2 separate regions of the Mus musculus genome follow, and region 2 is linked to region 1. Evidence: chromatin contacts called from public HiChIP or PLAC-seq data. All regions are on one chromosome and are shown on one strand. Each heading gives the region's core, a stretch centred on a gene start, on an enhancer-like site or on the middle of the called end of the contact. The rest is flanking DNA. Distances are from core to core; before and after follow the strand shown. Region 1 overlaps Ptk7 (PTK7 protein tyrosine kinase 7). Region 2 overlaps Bicral (BRD4 interacting chromatin remodeling complex associated protein like).

The links. HiChIP or PLAC-seq counts read pairs in DNA pulled down with a chosen protein or histone mark.
Region 2: a contact with region 1 is called in an H3K4me3 HiChIP or PLAC-seq map of bone marrow-derived macrophages, with 4 times the contacts expected there. The contact joins two enhancer-like sites. A contact is called at or near these places in 1 of 484 Hi-C or Micro-C datasets (embryonic stem cells), 5 of 115 datasets of contacts at active chromatin or transcription factors (the SCID.adh cell line, bone marrow-derived macrophages and embryonic stem cells) and 1 of 9 other capture datasets (adipose tissue).

The regions. Positions count from the first base shown.
Region 1 is chr17:46,607,950-46,611,223 of GRCm38.p6, reverse strand. The region is part of intron 1 of Ptk7 (PTK7 protein tyrosine kinase 7); the gene reads left to right. Among named protein-coding and RNA genes, the nearest start is that of Ptk7, 20 kb to the left of the region's middle. Within about 2 kb of position 1,318, at least 95 of the 459 cell types and tissues checked have an H3K27ac peak or open chromatin away from gene starts, as enhancers often do. A contact at or near this core is called in bone marrow-derived macrophages and embryonic stem cells, where this site is marked.
Region 2 is chr17:46,798,266-46,801,418 of GRCm38.p6, reverse strand. It overlaps Bicral (BRD4 interacting chromatin remodeling complex associated protein like), which reads left to right. Exons shown (of 11, transcript NM_001100452.1): 11 at 1-3,153. The coding sequence ends at 371. Among named protein-coding and RNA genes, the nearest start is that of Rpl7l1, 17 kb to the right of the region's middle. Within about 2 kb of position 1,573, at least 21 of the 459 cell types and tissues checked have an H3K27ac peak or open chromatin away from gene starts, as enhancers often do. A contact at or near this core is called in bone marrow-derived macrophages and embryonic stem cells, where this site is marked.

The DNA of each region.
Region 1 (3,274 bases), core at 69-2,568:
TAAAAAGCTGGGCCGATGAGATGGCTCAGTGGACAAAGAGGCTTGCTGCCAAAGCTGATGACCTGGGTTTGATCCCCAGGACCTCTATGGTGGAAGGCAAGAACTAACTCGTGCAAGTTGTCTCCTGGCCTCCACACACTATTTAACAATCAGAACAGAGAGCTGACAAGATGGCTCAGCAGAGCACATGCTGCCCTTCCAGGGGGCCCAAGTTCAGTTCCAAGCATCAAAACACCCAGGCCTCACTCTCCCCATCTAGCGCGCGCGCGCACGCACACACACACACACACACACACACACACACACACCCCAACTCCTTAACCAGCCATCACAGGATAATAAATAGGATAGGGCTAGGAAATGCAGCAGAGGCCAGCAGAAGCTCAGTGGGGTATGCACCCTCAGCCCAGCACACTGAAAACAACTATTCATGATTCCCTGTGGATCCATCATGGCTGTGCTAAGAGATGGGAGCACGTGATGGAAGTCTGTGGAAATCAGTCTCACCCTCTTCTTTCCAGGTTTGAAACCATCTAAGAGGGTGGGAGGTGGGACTCGGGGCGGACGTGGGACTAGACAGATGGAGATCTGAGAACGTGATTCAGTAATGATCAAAGCAAGGCTGAGTAGTGAAGGTTGAACCTGAAGAGGACCTGGATCCAGTTCCCAGCTCACGATACTCATCCAGGGGATCCAACGTATGCTTCTGACCTTTAAGGGCACTGTGCACACTGGTGCACAGGTAGACACTAATCTACATAAAATAGAATAAATAAATCTAAAAATAAAACTTATTAAATATGCACTGACTACAGCCAGGCAGGACCTGGCCACTCCCCACATTGGGGGAGGAAAGTCAAATCTGTTCCTGCTTGCCCCAGGGACTTGTGGAGGAGGTGGCGTGGTTCTTTGGTAATTCTTCCTTCCTGGAGCCAAGTAGGAGCTGTGAGGGTGTTGACCTTTGTTGGTCCTAGACACCTTGGGTGAAATGGGCGGGGCGGGGGGGGTAAGGGGGGAATGGGGAACAGCTCATCCTGCTGGCATCTGTCCTGCCTTCCCTGGTCGCTCTCTTCCTTCCGTAGAAGAGCCTTCCAGATTTCCACAGCAGCCTCTTGAAGGGATCGAAATGGGACCCTGTTTGAGTACAGCCAAGGGACTAAGCAGACCCCCTGTTTTCCAGGCCAGACCCTGCTGCTTTTATTCCATCTTCAGAGGCTGTGTAAAGCCGGAGGGCAGAAAGCTTCCTGTCCACTTCACCATTGTGTGTCCCGGCATGAGAACAGTGCCCTGCTCCTGGCGGGGCTGAGTACCCATCAGAGTGGGGCGTGTTCATACACGCCTGTAGCCCAGCGGACAGGAAGCTGAGGCGGGGCGTCCACAGCTGAGCCCAGCCCATTTTCCTTTGCTTTATTTCTGAGCTACTTTTCCAGCCCCCAACACAATATGTTGTCCTAACCCTGGTACCGGTGAATGTGATTTGGTTTAGAGTTAATTTGGCTTTTGCTGAGGTGGGCAGCTAACCCTCAGTAGTGGTTTCCAGACAGCCTTGGGGATTGTAGAAGAGGTACGGTATTAGACAACACTCAGCACTTCCATGGGAGAGCCTGCCGCTCTCCTCAATGTCGGAGAGTTTAGCTTTTTTTGTCCGGCTGGGAAAGGCAGACTTCTGTGGTGGCGGTTTGTTTTTTAACCGGGGACACCCAGAGCAAGGTAACTGTACATCTGCTGCCTTACCACCACCACCACCACCACCACCACCCCCAGCCCCACAGCAATATGGCTAACAGCCTCTCAGAGCTTTCTGCTCTCATCTCATTTACTCACTCATTCACTTCTGGCTTTCCTTCCTTTGTTTTTTGTTTTGTTTTGTTTTTTGTTTTTGAGACAGGGTTTCTCTTTATAGCCCTGGCTGTCCTGGAACTCACTTTGTAGACCAGGCTGGCCTCGAACTCAGAAATCCACCTGCCTCTGCCTCCCGAGTGCTGGGATTAAAGGCGTGTGCCATCACGCTTCCTTCCTTTTCTTTCCTTCCTTTCCTTCCTTTCTTTTCTTCCCTTTTCTTTTCTTTTCTTTTCTTTTCTTTTTTTTTTGGTTTTGTTTTTTTGTTTGTTTGTTTTGTTTTGTTTTGTTTTTGTTTTTTTGAGACAGGGTTTCTCTGTAACCCTGGCTATCCTGGAACTCACTCTGTAGACCAGGCTGGCCTCAAACTCAGAAAGGCATGCACCACCACTACCTGGCTTCTTTATTTTATTTTATTTTTTTTAAGATTTATTATTATATGTAAGTACACTGAAGCTGTCTTCAGACACTCCAGAAGAGGGAGTCAGATCTCATTACAGATGGTTGTGAGCCACCATGTGGTTGCTGGGATTTGAACTTGGTACCTTCAGAAGGGTTTCAAAACAGGGTTTCTCTGTGTAGCCCTGGCTGTCCTGGAAATCATACTGTAGACCAAGCTGGCCTAGAACTCACAGAGATCCAAGGGCTGGGATTAAAGGCATGTGCCACCGTTGCCCAGTGTCCTCTGGCTTGTATTTTATGTTTGGTGTTCAGCAGGGCTTGGCTGTGGATTCTGTTTCTAGTCCTCTGGCTTCTGGCTTCCTACTTTCCATGCATCCTTCTTTCATAACTCCATAAAACCCTTCTAGTCTCCCCACCTCATCTCTATAACCCTTCCATCTGACTTAGAGGCTTCTCTGAAGAATTCTCTGTACTCTCCTGTCACAAGCGACAGAGTAGGCAAGGCTAGTAGTCACAGGAAGCCTTACCCTGCAGCCAGATGTGACCTGAAGTTTGACTTCGGCATTTTGTCTCTTACCAGCTTCCGTAAGTAGCCTTGCTTCTGTGCCTCAGTTACCACATCTGCACGATGGGGATTGTGGCATGCCTTCCACTGGGCGGGCATGAGCCTTAACAAGACAGTATGGTTAACATGCTGGGAACGGCGCCTGGTTCGTAGCGCGGGTCAGTGAGTTAGCTATTACTGTAATTATATGTTTGCTTGTCTGACTCCCCCACTGAGCTGAGACACTTAAAGACAGTAATTGTGTGTTTTTCTCTTTGCATCTCCAGTGACTTAGAGAGTACTTGGCACATGGCAGGCTCTAAATAAATGTTTGTTGAATTAATGATGATAATTAATGTAATTGCCTACCCGGAACCTATATTAGGGTCTGACCCTCGGCGGATGCACGTGGGGTAGGGAGAACTCGATCGGGTTATCTGGAGCAGTTAAACCACCACAAACCAGCTGATGTTTCCTGGGCGCCCACCT
Region 2 (3,153 bases), core at 324-2,823, 190 kb before region 1:
CCGGCGTCCTGGCCAGCTCGCACATGGAGATGCCCTGTCTCGACTCCTTCCAGGACAAAGCGCTGAGGAATTCCCCAAAGAATGAGGTTTTACACACAGACATCATGAAAGGGTCGGGTGAGCCCCAGCCAGATCTCCAGCTCACCAAGAGCCTAGAGAAAACCTTTAAGAACATCCTGGAACTCAAGAACTCGGGGCGGCCGCCAAGCGACCCTACGGCCAGCGGTGCGGCGGACCTGGACTTCCCCAGCTTTTCTCCAATGGCTTCGCAGGAAAACTGCCTAGAAAAATTCATCCCGGACCACAGTGAAGGCGTTGTAGAAACGGACTCCATTTTAGAAGCAGCTGTAAATAGTATTCTAGAGTGTTAATAGCAGCCGTCCTCCTCCAGACCCTGCCCCGGACCAGTTACACTCTCTCCCAGCAAAGCAAATGGAAACGGCTCCCGTCTGTCTCCAGCCTGCTTGGTCCTCCATCACAGGTTATCCTTTCTAATCTCACCCTGTTCTTTTGAAGAGCAATACATGTCGTCATGGCTGCGGGGAGACCCCTCAGTACACCCACCTCTCTCTAGAAAGCAGTCCGATAGGCCCTCCACATTTCAAGTGTTACGAAAGTGCTTACGGCCATTGTTGTTCGTTAATTTGTTTTGTGGTTTGTTTCTTAGCACTGTCGCTCAAGACCACAGTACACTTGGCCCTGGGTAAAATTTTGACAATCATAAGTCATTTCAAAAGAACAGACTTATTAAAGAAAAATCAAACAGGACTGATTTAAAGACTTTCTCACTGCAGCTCCAAAGTAGTGGTTTGGTTTTGTTCTGTTCCAGGGGGAGAGGGTATCTGCGTAGGGAAGACTCTCCCTGACCAGCCCGCTGAGTGGTGGGTAGCCGGTGCTCTGCCTGGAAGCCCACCGCCCTGGCTAAGACGCCAGGAGCACAGCCACAGAGCATCCTCCTGACATCCAGTGCTGTGCGATGCTGCAAAAGCAAAGCCTTGTGTTTGTCTTCAACACATTCGTGCTGAATTCTGTCTGAGAATGGTCTGTTCTTAGCCCCAGGTGTACGCCCTGAAATTCTCACAGGCTCACTAGGGAACAGTGGAAGTCAGTTGTAAGGCAGCGAGTTGGGGAGGCACCGGGGTCTCCGTGTATTCCATCAACTTAAAAGAGGTTTGCATTTTATAATTGGGTGAAGTCAACATAACCTATGTTCTTTATTATCGCTGAATTCTGTTCCATTCAACCTCGTTGTCCCCTTTCCCTCAGCCCTTAGCCAAGCATCAAAAGGCTTTCACTTAAAAACTGTGTTGTACTCTTTCAGTTGAGGCTTTTGAACGGGACTCTGGCCTTGTTCGTGAGAATAGTAGTCAACAGTATCAGTCATTCATTCCCAAACACAGTAAACCAAAGGTCACAACCAGCAGGCCACTGAAGGAAGGAACCGAGGCAGGAGACAGGGGGCCATGTCCTGGCCCCGCCCCCGCTGTGTGTGGTCCAGTTCACCATAGCGATCGAGCCTTCCTCTTTATTATTTTTGTTCCTTTCCGGGAGTGGCCCTCATCCTTCCCTCTGTGCGGGCCTGCACCAGGGCGTGTTCTGTTGCTACTTGCTTCTTCCTGTGTGGTAATGGCCCACAGTGCTGTGTCTGCAACCCTCCTCCCACGTCTCCATCAACCTCTGGGATCCAGAGGTAGCTTTGATGCCTGTGAGGGCTTCCTCCCTCTGTTCATCCCCAGGCTGTGTAAATGCATCCGTTGATCTCCTCTGCTTCGTTATACCCCCAAAATGGAGTTGTCCCTATGGTCATCATGTAGAGTGTTTCTTTTCCAGATTGGCCTGCAATGGAAAGGAAGGCTTTTGATTTTGATTTTTATCTTTTTTTCACATAACACAGCAACAATCTAGGCATGGTGGCATACACCTGTAATCCCAACAGTCAGGTGACTAAAGCAGGAGAGTCACTGGTTCAAGGCCAGCTTGGGCTATATAACACACCCCTGCCTCAAACACAGAAGGAGAGAAATTTGAGCAATAGCAGACTGTGTGGGCCTTTTTTACCCCTCTGTCCACTACACAAAAAAACTCTGTGAGACAGCCAGTCTTTGAGAGCGATGGACCTTCTCCCGCCCACAGCCCAGCCAACCAAACTAGAAGAGTCTGGGCTGTCTTCGAGTTGTCCTTTTCTTCCTTCTCTGTGCCAATGTCCAAGTTGCTGACTTCCTTCCTGTATTATAACACATTAGAAAGATGAGTTGTTTACCAGTTAGACCTCTGTCTGGGCTGCCCTGATCTCTCTGTCACAGGCTCTTCTCATAGCCACATGGTTACCATTCAAGATGGCCCCTGGATGCCTGCAGCACATGGCTACTAATGAATTACTTTAATTATTGCAAATCAGTGGAATTCTCAAGAGACAAGAAAGTCTCGTGTATATTTGTTATCTCTTCCCTCCCTCCCCAGCCCCGGCCCTGGCCCTAGTTTTCTCTCCTGTGTGTCAGGTTACAGGGCTTCTCACCATGACATTAGTCCCACACAAGGAGAGCCTACTGTACCAAAATGAAACTTGTAAATTTTTGTGTCCTTGTATGTAAGTTTACTTTTTATGGAGGAAAGACTCTAGATAATGACAAATGAAGATTACAAAGTGTATTTTACTCCTGTGATTAGGTTACACCACATGGGTCATAACTCACTCCCGAGCCCCCACTGCTGAAGGGAAGCGCTCTGCCTCAGTGGCCAACGTTGGTGGTTCAGGGTCATTAGTCAGTTGAGTTCTAGAACGCGTGCTCAGTAACAAAAAAAAAAAATCACCTTTTCTTCCCTTTGTTTTTAATCCGTTTGTTGTTGTGGAAAAGTATGAATTTGTTATTACGCATTGATTTTCTGTGTCCTTAAGTACTGCCTAAAGATGAAGCAAATTTTGAACTGGCAATTACGATAAGGAAACCCTTTAGTTCTGGAGACTTTAGTAGACTCTGTTAGATTAGGGAGGCCTCACAGGCTGGCCGGCTCCAAGGACGGTCACTCACTGTCAGTGTGGCGTGGCTTTATTTGCTTAAATACCTTCATTTGTATAGTATGTCTCACTTGAAATTGCTTTGTATACATTTTGTAAAAATATTTATAAAATGTTTTGTAAAAAAAAAAAAAAGT